Linked DNA regions of Mus musculus: region 2 is linked to region 1. The links are chromatin contacts, called in public Hi-C maps. All regions are on one chromosome and are shown on one strand. The core of a region is the stretch at or near the end of the contact, and the rest is flanking DNA. Distances in the headings are between cores, read along the strand shown. Region 1 holds the start of Klf8 (Kruppel-like factor 8). Region 2 holds the start of Nbdy (negative regulator of P-body association).

Region 1 (5,028 bases), core at 1,190-3,689:
TATGCAATTTGGTCTTGAGGACAGGCTGGGTAGTTATATTTATCACTTACACATTTGAAGTTGGATTTCCACCCTTCCTGCATCCTTTGCCTATCTGTCCTCTAAGCTAACCTAAAGGCACTGTGCCTAGCCTGTCTCACCAACAGTTTCCAAGGATGGTCTCTCTCATAAGGGTTCCCCCCAGACTTTGAAGAAGAGGACGAAGTCACTTGTGAGCCACTGGTTTGCTGTTCAAAGGTCTTGCTGGTTACATCATCGTGGTTAAACCAACCAAAGAATCAGAAGATAGACAGATTAGTGGCCTTTTCTCTTGCAGCCAGGGAGAACAATGTTAAATCACAAACAAATAAGGCATATATTCTAGCCTGTCTTTGAGCAAGCGATTCAAACTGCACAGGCCTTCTTTCCCCTTCATCTGAAATGTGCTTTAAGGACAATGAAGTACGAAGTCTATCAGCAGTGAGCCAGAGAAAACCCCAGAGTAAGAAAACATGAAGAACGGCGAGTTGGAGCAGCCTGTATCATATATACCTTCTGAATAAGAATTTTAATATGCATCCCTCAGAGGAGAAAAGCACGGTGCATGGTCATATAACTAGTTCATGCTGGTAGAAGGGTTTCAAAGTAGATCTTTTTATTATCACAAACCATCTTCAGGTTAAATCCAAGTCTAGAGATGAGTCTCTTTTTCTCTTTTCTCCATCACTATTATGCTAAATGACATACAAGTACTTTATAAATTTTTCCCGCAATTACAATATAGAGAAAATAAGGTACTGTTCCCCTGGCCACCTGTTACGACATGGTTTAGTTTCTACAAAATTCTTAGGGTCAAAAAAAGTACAAAAAGCTTCACTTTGTGGCTAAGCAAGTCCCTTTGCTCCAGTAGTCACAGCAATTCTGGCTGATCTTCCACCTACAGGAGCTAACCCCTTGGCCACATCCTTAAGAGCCTAGACAGGGCTATGCTTTGGCTTCCTCCCCCAACCAAGGGGACGACCCCCCCCCTTAAAGAGGGGCATGTCCTAAGCAGCTCCTCCACAGAAGGGATCTGCTATCAGTACCTAGAGGGCAGGCTCCCAACTTAACTCTTCCCTTCCCCTCCTCCCTCGTTTTAGAAGCATCTCTAGGTACCTGCTACTGCTTGGGGGAAGGGAGGGGGTGACGTAAGTGGGTTCAGTGCTCCTCCAAATCCTCTTCTCTCGCACAGAGACTTTGCATGTACAGGGTTAAAACAAACCGTACCACTTAAGGAGGGTTGAGAGCACCTAGACAGGACAGACTGAACTAGACATACCTATCCATTCGTGTCCCTTTTCAATTCTTCCACAAGCCCCCCCTGAAGTACCCTTCCTCTTAGTCTCCGCGATCCTTAAGGGAAGTCTTTTTCCATTGAGTTGAATTTGATTCCACATAATGTTCTTACCCCCTTCCGCTTACTCGTCTCCCCCATCCCACTTCACTGCTAAAACCCAAAGCCAAGTGGGTGTGTGCGGTTGGCACGCGGGGTGCGGGGATTAGAACCCTGACTGAAGACTGAAAGAGTGGTCCTTTCCCAAGTCACTTACCGCCTATGCCTCCAGCCGCTGCCGACTCCTGAAGTGTCCGGAGCTCACGCAGTCCTCTCAGAGACTCATACTCCAGAGCTGATCTCAAGGCAGCTGTTCCCCTTGCACCCGCCCATGTCTGACAGCGCGCCTGGTAACACGCTTTAGCCTTCTCTTCCTTGGTCCCCCACCTCCCTGTTTTCTCCAGGCTGGAAAAGGATAGGGAAAACGAAAAAGGGAGGGAGTCGATTTAGACCCAGCTGGGCCACCCTCAGAACAAGGGAAACAAAGCTTTCAAGCATCCAAGCCCCGAATCGGGGCGGTGGAGCCGACTTCCTAAAAAGAATCCTCCCACTGCAGCCTTCCCTGTGCTAAAAATACAGCGGCTTCTCCGGGGCGAAGTGGCCAGCGCTGAAGCTCCTGCGTTCCCCTTTTACCTCAACCGATTCAGTTCCGGCCAAGCCCATTCTCCACCCACCTCAGAACTCCTCAAACCCTCGCCTAGAGAGCACGGGCGGGGTCCCAGCAAAGCACCCAAACCTTAGATCACGACTTGAACGCAAAGTTGAGAGAGAGAGAGGGGGAGTCAGTGAAGACCCACAAGGAGACAGCGCCAGAGGATCCCCTCCTCGCAGCGGTTAGTGCTGCACACCCGGCGCCTTCCTAAAAAGAAAGGAGGAAAAGACGCCAACGATTGGTCGAAACATATAGGAAAACACCGGCCCAGGGCAGGGACTCCAACGCGAGTGGGAGGCACTCCCGCAGGACCGCGCCTGAGAGACTTCTCGGTGGTACCTGGCCGCCCCACTGGTATACCGCACCCGCGGGTCAAAGCCTGGTGCTCTCCCCAGGCAATCTGAGCAGATGGAGTACATAGCTCTTTCTGTGTCAGACTAGGCCCAGAAGAGAGGTGCGACTATGAGGACTCCACCTAGGGTGGAGTTCCTTAAAAGGGACAAGTGGCCGCTAGAGGGGAGTGGAGTAGGAGGGGGTAGAGATGGGTGGGGCAGAAGAGGCGGAGGGACAGAGGAGGGGGTGGGGCGGGCCCTAGGAGCCAGGAGCCAGTCTCGCCCCTGGCGGCCGTCTCAGTTGGCCTCCTGCAGCTGCAGGTATGACTGAAAGCCTTTTCGGTGCATCCTTAGTCCCCAGCAGGGGTTTTCAGGCACACTACTTGGTCAACTATCCACCCAGACTTAAGCACTCCAAGGGAGGTTGGGAAGGGTGTGGTGATTGGGAGTAAGAGATTTCTAGGGAGAAAGGGAAGCAGAATGGGGAGTGCCAGTAAGATGGTAACAGTAAATGGATTTTTTTAACCCTCCCAGTTCTCCATGGCAACATGTGACACTAGCAAAGACAGAGGGGTCACAGTGTCTTTTTAGGGATGAAGCTTAAGAGGAAAGAAGAGCTGGGTGAATTTTCTAGCAATAGGAGGTGAGAGGAAACTAGGTAAAGATGAAATGATCACGGATTGGCAACAGGAAGGCTTTCTGAGTCTCCCAGCTCTCTAAGAATAGAGTTCTCAACCCCCTGAGACCGCCTCTCAGCTAAGCATTGGCTAACATCCCCGAAGAACTGGGTCCGTAGAATAGAAGCCACCATCTTTCCAGCATTTCCTTGTCCTTGCCTTAAAGTCTGTCTCTAGTTCATTTTAATGGAAACCCAGGAAGTCACAGACAACCACAGCCTCCTTCCAGTGCCTCTTCCCTACCACAATTCTGAGAGAGAGAGAGAGAGAGAGAGAGAGAGAGAGGAGAAACAAAGCGGAGGAACAGAAGGAGCAGCCAAGCAAAAGAAATAATAGGTTCCATGTCTTCAGCACCTCATATGGGCAGTTCACTAGGCCAGGTACCATTATAGTCCTCAATTTTCCTTTATTCCTCATAACAACCCTAGACAGCAGGTAGCACTATATTTTTATGTCCCATCAGGGAGTAATGTAGATTGAATTCGGGGCCTAGTGTATTCTAAGCAAGCATTCTATCACTCAGTTGGATCCCCAGCTTATGTTTCTTCTTGTTGTTTTTTTGTTTGTTTGAAATAGGAGGTAATCTTATGATAGAGCTCAGGCTAATGCAGCTTAGACTGTCCTCAAACTCACCACTCACCTGCCTCAGCCTCCTTGGTTCTGAGTTTACAGGAATGCAATGTCACACCCAGCCTCAAAAGAAAAAGAGTAAAAAAAAAAAAACCAAACAACAAACCTGAGGGTCACAGCTCAGTATGTGCCCAGCATGTTTGTCCATTTGCTTAATTGCTATTTCTGCTCAGATATGTTTTAAAAATCTCCTTTTCCTTCCCTCCCCAGTCAGTTCTCTACTAGTAGTTCACCAACTATGCAAATGTTCAAGTCCTTTAACCTGTTGTGATGATCTGGACCCTACCTTTATCTCAAGCAGCAGGGGTTTTGCTGCTCTACTGGACTCCAAATTTCTGATAAGACCAGGATTTTCTCAATTAATCTCTAGGCCACGAGACACCTTACCTTTTTTGTTGACGTGGCCTAAACTCTGTTCACCTTTTTAAAAGGACCAAGTAAAGGTCACCCCCTCTCCTAATTTCATTACGTTTGGAAGAACTGACCATTTGCTTCAGCACCTCCAGGTACCTATGTGTTGTTATAACTGCTTCTCATTATTAAACTATAAAGTCCTGGTTAGGTATCAGGTGTCAGTAGGTCTGCAATGTAGATGCTGAGTATTATTATCATTCATCGTTACAGAGCAGTAACTAAGTGCTGAACTCTGTTCTGAGCCTCACTGAATCGTTCTGACAGTGGTATAGGTAGGTACCAGCGCTATCGTTTTCATACATAGAAATCAAGGGACAAAGATTAAACAGCAGATATGTATACTTGCTACGTAAAAGAATGCCCCTGTTATAGGGGTTTTTACAAATGCCTCACTATCTCTCTATACCATATTTCTACCACTGCGTACACACCTGCTGCAATTACAAGGTAAGACTTATTAAGAGGGAGCCACATAATGTACAACTCTATATATTCGTTTTTAAAAAGGGTCACATTATACCTTGTATCCTTATGTTCTTAATATATAAAATCTAATAAATATTGCTTTTAAGAAAAGGATATTTCACTAGCCCAAGGCTATCTTCAGTAATGACAGAAAGTTTTAGATTCAAGGATGTAAAACTGTTTATGTTCAAGACAAATACACTTTTGTGATGTGAAAAACAAAGATGGGTAGACTTCTGTAATACTGCCATTAATAGCCACTAGAACTCTTTATCTAAGCTGGGCGTACCCTTTTGTCATGGTAAATTCTTTGTTTAATCTATGCAGGTTCAAGAAGATGTGTCAATCCACCTGAAGATAGCCAAACAATTTATACTCTCGCTAAAAGTTTTTCTGGAGACCTAATTTATTTTACATCCCAGATTTTGTCTGCCTCAACTGCATTTGTATAGAAAACTGTACTGGATGGGCAAATTCTGATTTTGGGAAAAAACAAAGTAAATTATT
Region 2 (5,593 bases), core at 420-2,919, 360 kb before region 1:
CTATTGCCTGTTAAATTACCATTTTCACTCTGAATAGAGGTTTAAAAAAAAAAAAAAAAAAAAGAGGGAAGGACCGGCCTATTGGAATGACAATCAACTGCTTTTAGGTGAAATGAGACTCCATTTTTTTTATGCTTTAGCAACAAACCTGATACCCAGAATGTTCACTCAATAATATTCATTGATTAGCTCAAATATCTATTTTACTCCTGCTAAGTTTTGGTCATCTGTCCCCCACACCTCCCTGTTCAAGGCCTAACCACAGCAAGGGCTCCATAAAGATTGAAGATGAAGAAGAACTGTGAGCCTGAGTCAAACTTGTTCATTTGTTTTCTTTTTAACATAAGCCTCATTCAAATGAGCTATTAGTTCTGTGAAAATAAGAGTTAGAGTCTTAAAACACAAATAGTCCTTATTTGGAAATTTCCAATGCTACTCGTTCATCCAGAATAAACTGCGTACTCCTTAGCAAAACACTCAAGGCCTACAGCCCTGTATCACACTTCTCTCACAGACTTAGAATTACAGCCACGCTGCCCCAGAACAATCTTGCCCTCTGGCTTTCATTGTAGAAACACTAGGCCTAAAAAGCATCCTAACCCATATGGTAGATGTCACTCACCCTTTAAGGCCCACCCACAAATTCCCCCCTCCTCTTTGATGGCTCTTGAAGACTAACAGGCTCCATCAAGAGCCATCTCCATCCTCCATGATTCCTGAATACCTTGAACAAGCACATTTTTATGGTACTTGGGTTTGACCATCATATTATAACTTGTTTTCACTTACTAAATACCATCTTACACAGAAAAAAAAAAAACCCAGTTCTCAAAGCTCACTTTACAATCTCCTCTGGGCACAGGCATTAGGCCTTTAGTACATCCTTACACTTGGTCTTGGGCTAAGCATTTTTAAATGGAAAAAATTTCAATATATACACAAAAACAGAAGAGTATAGTAAATCCCCACCCAGTTTTAATTTATTAGCCAGGGAACATTGTGTTAGTATCTCACTATACCTTGGCCTGTCATGAAAATCAAAACACTGCAGTTTTTAAAATTACAATTAACTCATGTAAAATATCTTAATTACTCACCGCAATCAAATACCTATTTCATCCAAGCATACTTTTTTTTTAAAAAAAGAAAGACTTTTCAATGCCTGTACTTGTTTCTTTTCTCTTTGAATTTGTGGAAAGAACAGGAAAACAGGGAAGAGCTGGGGAAAGGCATAATTAAGTTTCAGAGAGCCTGGATGTCCCAGATGAGAACGAAAGAATCTGACCTGATTTCGGCTGGGAAAAAAATCTATTTCACTACTTCTCCGGAGGAGGAGGGTGCGACTTGAGTCCAGCAGATGCAGGAGGAGGCGCCGAGGGGAGAGTGCTACTACCTCCACTGGGAGTCCCTTCGGGATAATCCCACCGCGGAGCCAGGACACAGCGCTTTTTTGGAGGCTTGGGTTCCCGCGTATTTCCTGGTGGGAGCGTGGATCTCCCGGAGGCACAAGGTTGGTCCCCCATAGGTATGACAGGACCAGAGCGTTAGTTTTCTCTGGTGGGCCCTGGCAAGGCCGAGATCTGAGATGGCGGATCCCCTCCAGGCACGGGGCTGGCTTCCTCCTGGTTTCGCTGTTACCGTATTTCCTGTATCCTGAGACGTATATCCCTTCTCCGCCTCCTCAGCGCTCCGTTCCCCAGCCCACTTTAACCTTTCTACGAGAATGGAATGCAAAGAGAAAAAAAAAAAAAAAGGAGCGCATTTAATAAAGTGCTTTTCCACAGCACATCTCTCTCACAGTTTAATTAGTTGTATGGAGAGTTTTGTACAATTTAATTTAAAAAAATACTAATTTGCTGTAACTTGCCAACGGGGCAGGTGTTAATCAATGAGTGTGTGGCATGGTCGCGGGAGTGCTGTAACCAAAGAAATCAAGCGTTTTACACTGCAGTCCCTTACGCACAGCACATCACAGAGCCATGAAAGGGGTACAACCATCTAGGAAGCTGTGTACAAACACGTTGACTTATTGATTACAGTGTTAAAATTGAAAACCGGTTGTGGAAAATGGACGCACAATAAATTCATCATAAACCAAGACCTCTGTTTACTTTATAATTTTAAAATTTTGTCATCTTTGAAAATTCACTGTATTTTTTTTTCTCATTCCAACAGCCAAGATCTCTTTGAAAACAGACAACGGGTGACACTCCATGTTTAATCGGCAAGATTTTATTTCTTTTTTAGGGTTATGGAAAACAATGACTCATCTTACTATTGTGGTATGTTATATTCTATGTTATATGGTAAGGAACCAGAAACAGTTACCAGAAGGTTCACAAAACAGAGAAAAAGCTTCTGAATTTCTTTGACAGGCATCGCTCCATAACCTTAATGTCTCTGCCACTTGCCTGTGCATAAATGAAACCCCACTTTTCCACTACCACCCTCATTGGTTTATAATGGAGAAATCTCAATCTATAATGTCACACAAACTCCGAACCGCCTCCAAGCTCTGTTGTATTTTATTAATTGAATTATTGGAATTTGGGTTTCCACCTATGATAATTTATGTGCAAAATGATACCACATTAAGGATAATCCGTTCAAACCAGTTACTGCCATAGCTATCTCACACCTTTAAGATGGCTGCCTTCCCCCCAAGCACCCAGCACAGTCTCTTACATAAATAAGGTACCAATAGATATTTGGTAAGATTCAACAGCCCTACGGGTTTTTTTTTTACTAAAAAAAAATTAAAATCTAATAACATCACTTCTATTTTTGCCTTTCCTAACTCCAATATGTAATATGTGCCCCCAGTTAAGTCCTTACAGATCAGGGTATCAACTGCTACTACTAGAACCAGAAAATCCTAAGGGAAAAAAACAGTGAGGAATATTAGAGAGAATGCTTTAGAACCAGAAGAACATTTGTACTTAAACATGATAGCAGTCAACATCCTAGGAGTAATAGTTGAAGTTATGGGTGTGGGTACTATGCCAAGAAAAAAATAGAGACAGAAATAGAACTGAGTACAAATGGAATTCTGGTAGGTCATGGCAGATGGAAGAAAAGCTGTGACAAAGTTAAAGGAAAAGTAAGCAAAAAAATCAGAAGGCTGTAGCCTAGAATTTCTAAAACTTATGCTGATGACCTCTGAAAGTAGATGTTGTGTGTGTGTGTGTGTGTGTGTGTGTGTGTGTGTGTGTGTGAGAGAGAGAGAGAGAGAGAGAGAGAGATGGTGACCTGTCAGTACACTGTAGGGTGTTTAATAATATTCTAAGCTGTGACTCTACCAGTAGTACTTCTTGCACCTCAGTTATAATAACCAAAAATACCACAAAATATTGCCAAATGCCTTTCTGGGTAGCTGATCATCCTTAGTGAAAATAATTAATCTATGCCTTATCTTCTACGGTTGCATCTCATCGAATGTTAGTCCTTCACTCCAATGAACACTGCAGCTGTTATATTGTTCAAATTAAAGACCATATCAGTTCTCAAAATAATTAGCCTTGTGATCTTTTCATGCACGTTCCAACTAAAAATATGCAAGACCACATATATCAATCAGAGCAAAGATTGAGGTCCAATTGTTTCATTGCTATAGTTTTAGCAAGTTTAGAGAGATGAATGATAAAATGACAAGAATTAAAATTTCTAGCAATATCAGGAAGGTTTGATGTATGATAAGTTTGTCTTGATGTGACACAGTTTCAACTTAGACTGCTATAGTCACTCTGTACTATTTATAACATGACTAGATTTGTTTTGAGTTTTGCCTTTTTTTTCAGACAGTGGTGGTTTGTATATGCTTGGCCCAAGGAGTGGCACTATTAGAAGGTGTGGCCCTGTTGAAGTAGGTGTGTCACTGTGGGTGTGAGCTTTAATACCCTCATCCTAGCTGCCTGAAAATCAGTCTTCCACTAGCAGCCTTCAGATGAAGATGTAGAACTCTCAGCTCCTCCTGCACCATGCCTGTCTGGATGCTGCTCTGATCCAACCTTGATGATAATGGACTGAACCTCTGAACCTGTAAGCCAGCCCCAATTAAATGTTGCCCTTATAAGAGTTCACGGTGTCTGTTCATAGCAGTTAAACCCTCTCTAAGACAGATAGGGTCTCAGTAAGTCTTGGAAGATTACCTTGAACTCTTAGCCTTCTCCCTCCACCTTCTCAAGTGCTGATATTACAGATAGTTGTCACTAATCCTGGTTTATGCATTGCTTGAGATGGAACCCTGGACCAACTGAACTACACTCCCAGGCCATTTGTTTGTTTCTGATTTCGGTAAAATACACATTCCATATTTCTCATTATCTTAGTCTTTTCTAAATATACAGGCCAGTAGTGTTAAGTTTATTTACCTGATTCTACAGCCAATCTCTCAACATTTAATTCTCATTAAACACATATCCCATCTTCACTTTTCCCTAGCAACCACCATCACATTTAGAACCATTTTCTATTTTTTTGTTTTTGTTAGGGATCAGGCTCCTTTTTCCTCAGATGTTTCAAAATAACCCCACCCCCAATTATTCAAGTTAATCTTTTTTCCAGCTCATAAAACTAGCACAGTATGAACCACAGAACCAGTAGTGGGTGCCTGCTGGGTTGATGGCCTATTATGCCAGTTTAAAAAAAAAAAAAGGACCTAAATAGCTTTCATACTTAGCAGTTCTCAGAGAGAGTGAGCTAACCTTTGGGTGATATTTGCTTATTTACATAAGGGATTTCTGTCTTTATTAATTGTATTTAAGGACAAAACAAGTAGAATTTATGTAACATTTTCATACAATATAAACTAAAAACGGCCACGCAGTGGTGGCACATGTCTTTAATCCCAGGATTTAGGAGACAGAGGCAGGTGGATCTCTGTGAGTTTGAGGCCAGCCTGGTCTACAGAGTGACTTCCAGGACAGCCATGGCTATACAGAGAAGCCCTGTCTCGAGGAAAAAAAAATCGATTTAGAGAGACACTACACAATTTTTTTCCTTTGCTTTATTTTGTTGAACAAGTATGACTAAAAATGTTTATAAAACTAAAAGATACAAAGGAAGAAGACAGAAAGTCAACTATTTATCAGCTTAAAAAAACCTCTAAAACCATTTGTTTTATTTTATTTTTGCTGCTTGTTTTTGCATCAGGGCCGACTGTAGTCCAGGCTGGCCTAGAACTCACTGTGTGGATCAGGATGGCCTCAAACACAGTCCTGCCTGCCTCTGCCTCTTAAGTACTGGAATTAATGTGTACCACCACGACCAATGTCTAAAGCTTTTTAAAAGTCTAAATAAATATGATATAAATATTACAAAGCTAGGAAGACTTTAATTGAATTCACGTGTATGAGTATTTTGCCCGAATGTCTGTGTACCATGTACATTGCTTACAGAGGCCAGAAGAGGGCACTGGATCCCCAGGAACTGGAGTTGTGAGCATCATTGTTAGCCACCATATTGGGCCTGGAAATGACCTAATTGCAAGAGCAGTACGTGCTGTTAATCACTGTTTTCTCCAGCACAGAAAACCATAGGCTACCAAAAGCTTATGAAATGAAAAATCTAAAGTCAGTAATTATGTTGACATTTT

What was found. Hi-C and Micro-C count contacts between places; a contact is called where the count stands out from the background.
Region 2: a contact with region 1 is called in a Hi-C map of bone marrow-derived macrophages, with 4 times the contacts expected there. The contact joins the promoter of Nbdy here to the promoter of Klf8 in region 1. A contact is called at or near these places in 1 of 39 promoter capture datasets (the C10 cell line), 1 of 15 datasets of contacts at CTCF or cohesin (large pre-B cells), 38 of 484 Hi-C or Micro-C datasets (the 4T1 cell line, the AML12 cell line, the AtT-20 cell line and 23 more), 13 of 115 datasets of contacts at active chromatin or transcription factors (the NIH/3T3 cell line, cardiomyocytes, embryonic forebrain and 6 more) and 2 of 9 other capture datasets (macrophages and pancreatic islet).

The regions. Positions count from the first base shown.
Region 1 is chrX:153,357,024-153,362,051 of GRCm38.p6, reverse strand. Klf8 (Kruppel-like factor 8) reads right to left here and starts at 2,439. Exons shown (of 8, transcript NM_001357183.1): 1 at 2,343-2,439; 2 at 2,088-2,210; 3 at 1,569-1,756.
Region 2 is chrX:153,719,630-153,725,222 of GRCm38.p6, reverse strand. It overlaps Nbdy (negative regulator of P-body association), which reads right to left and starts at 1,669. Exons shown (of 4, transcript NM_027327.1): 1 at 1,286-1,669.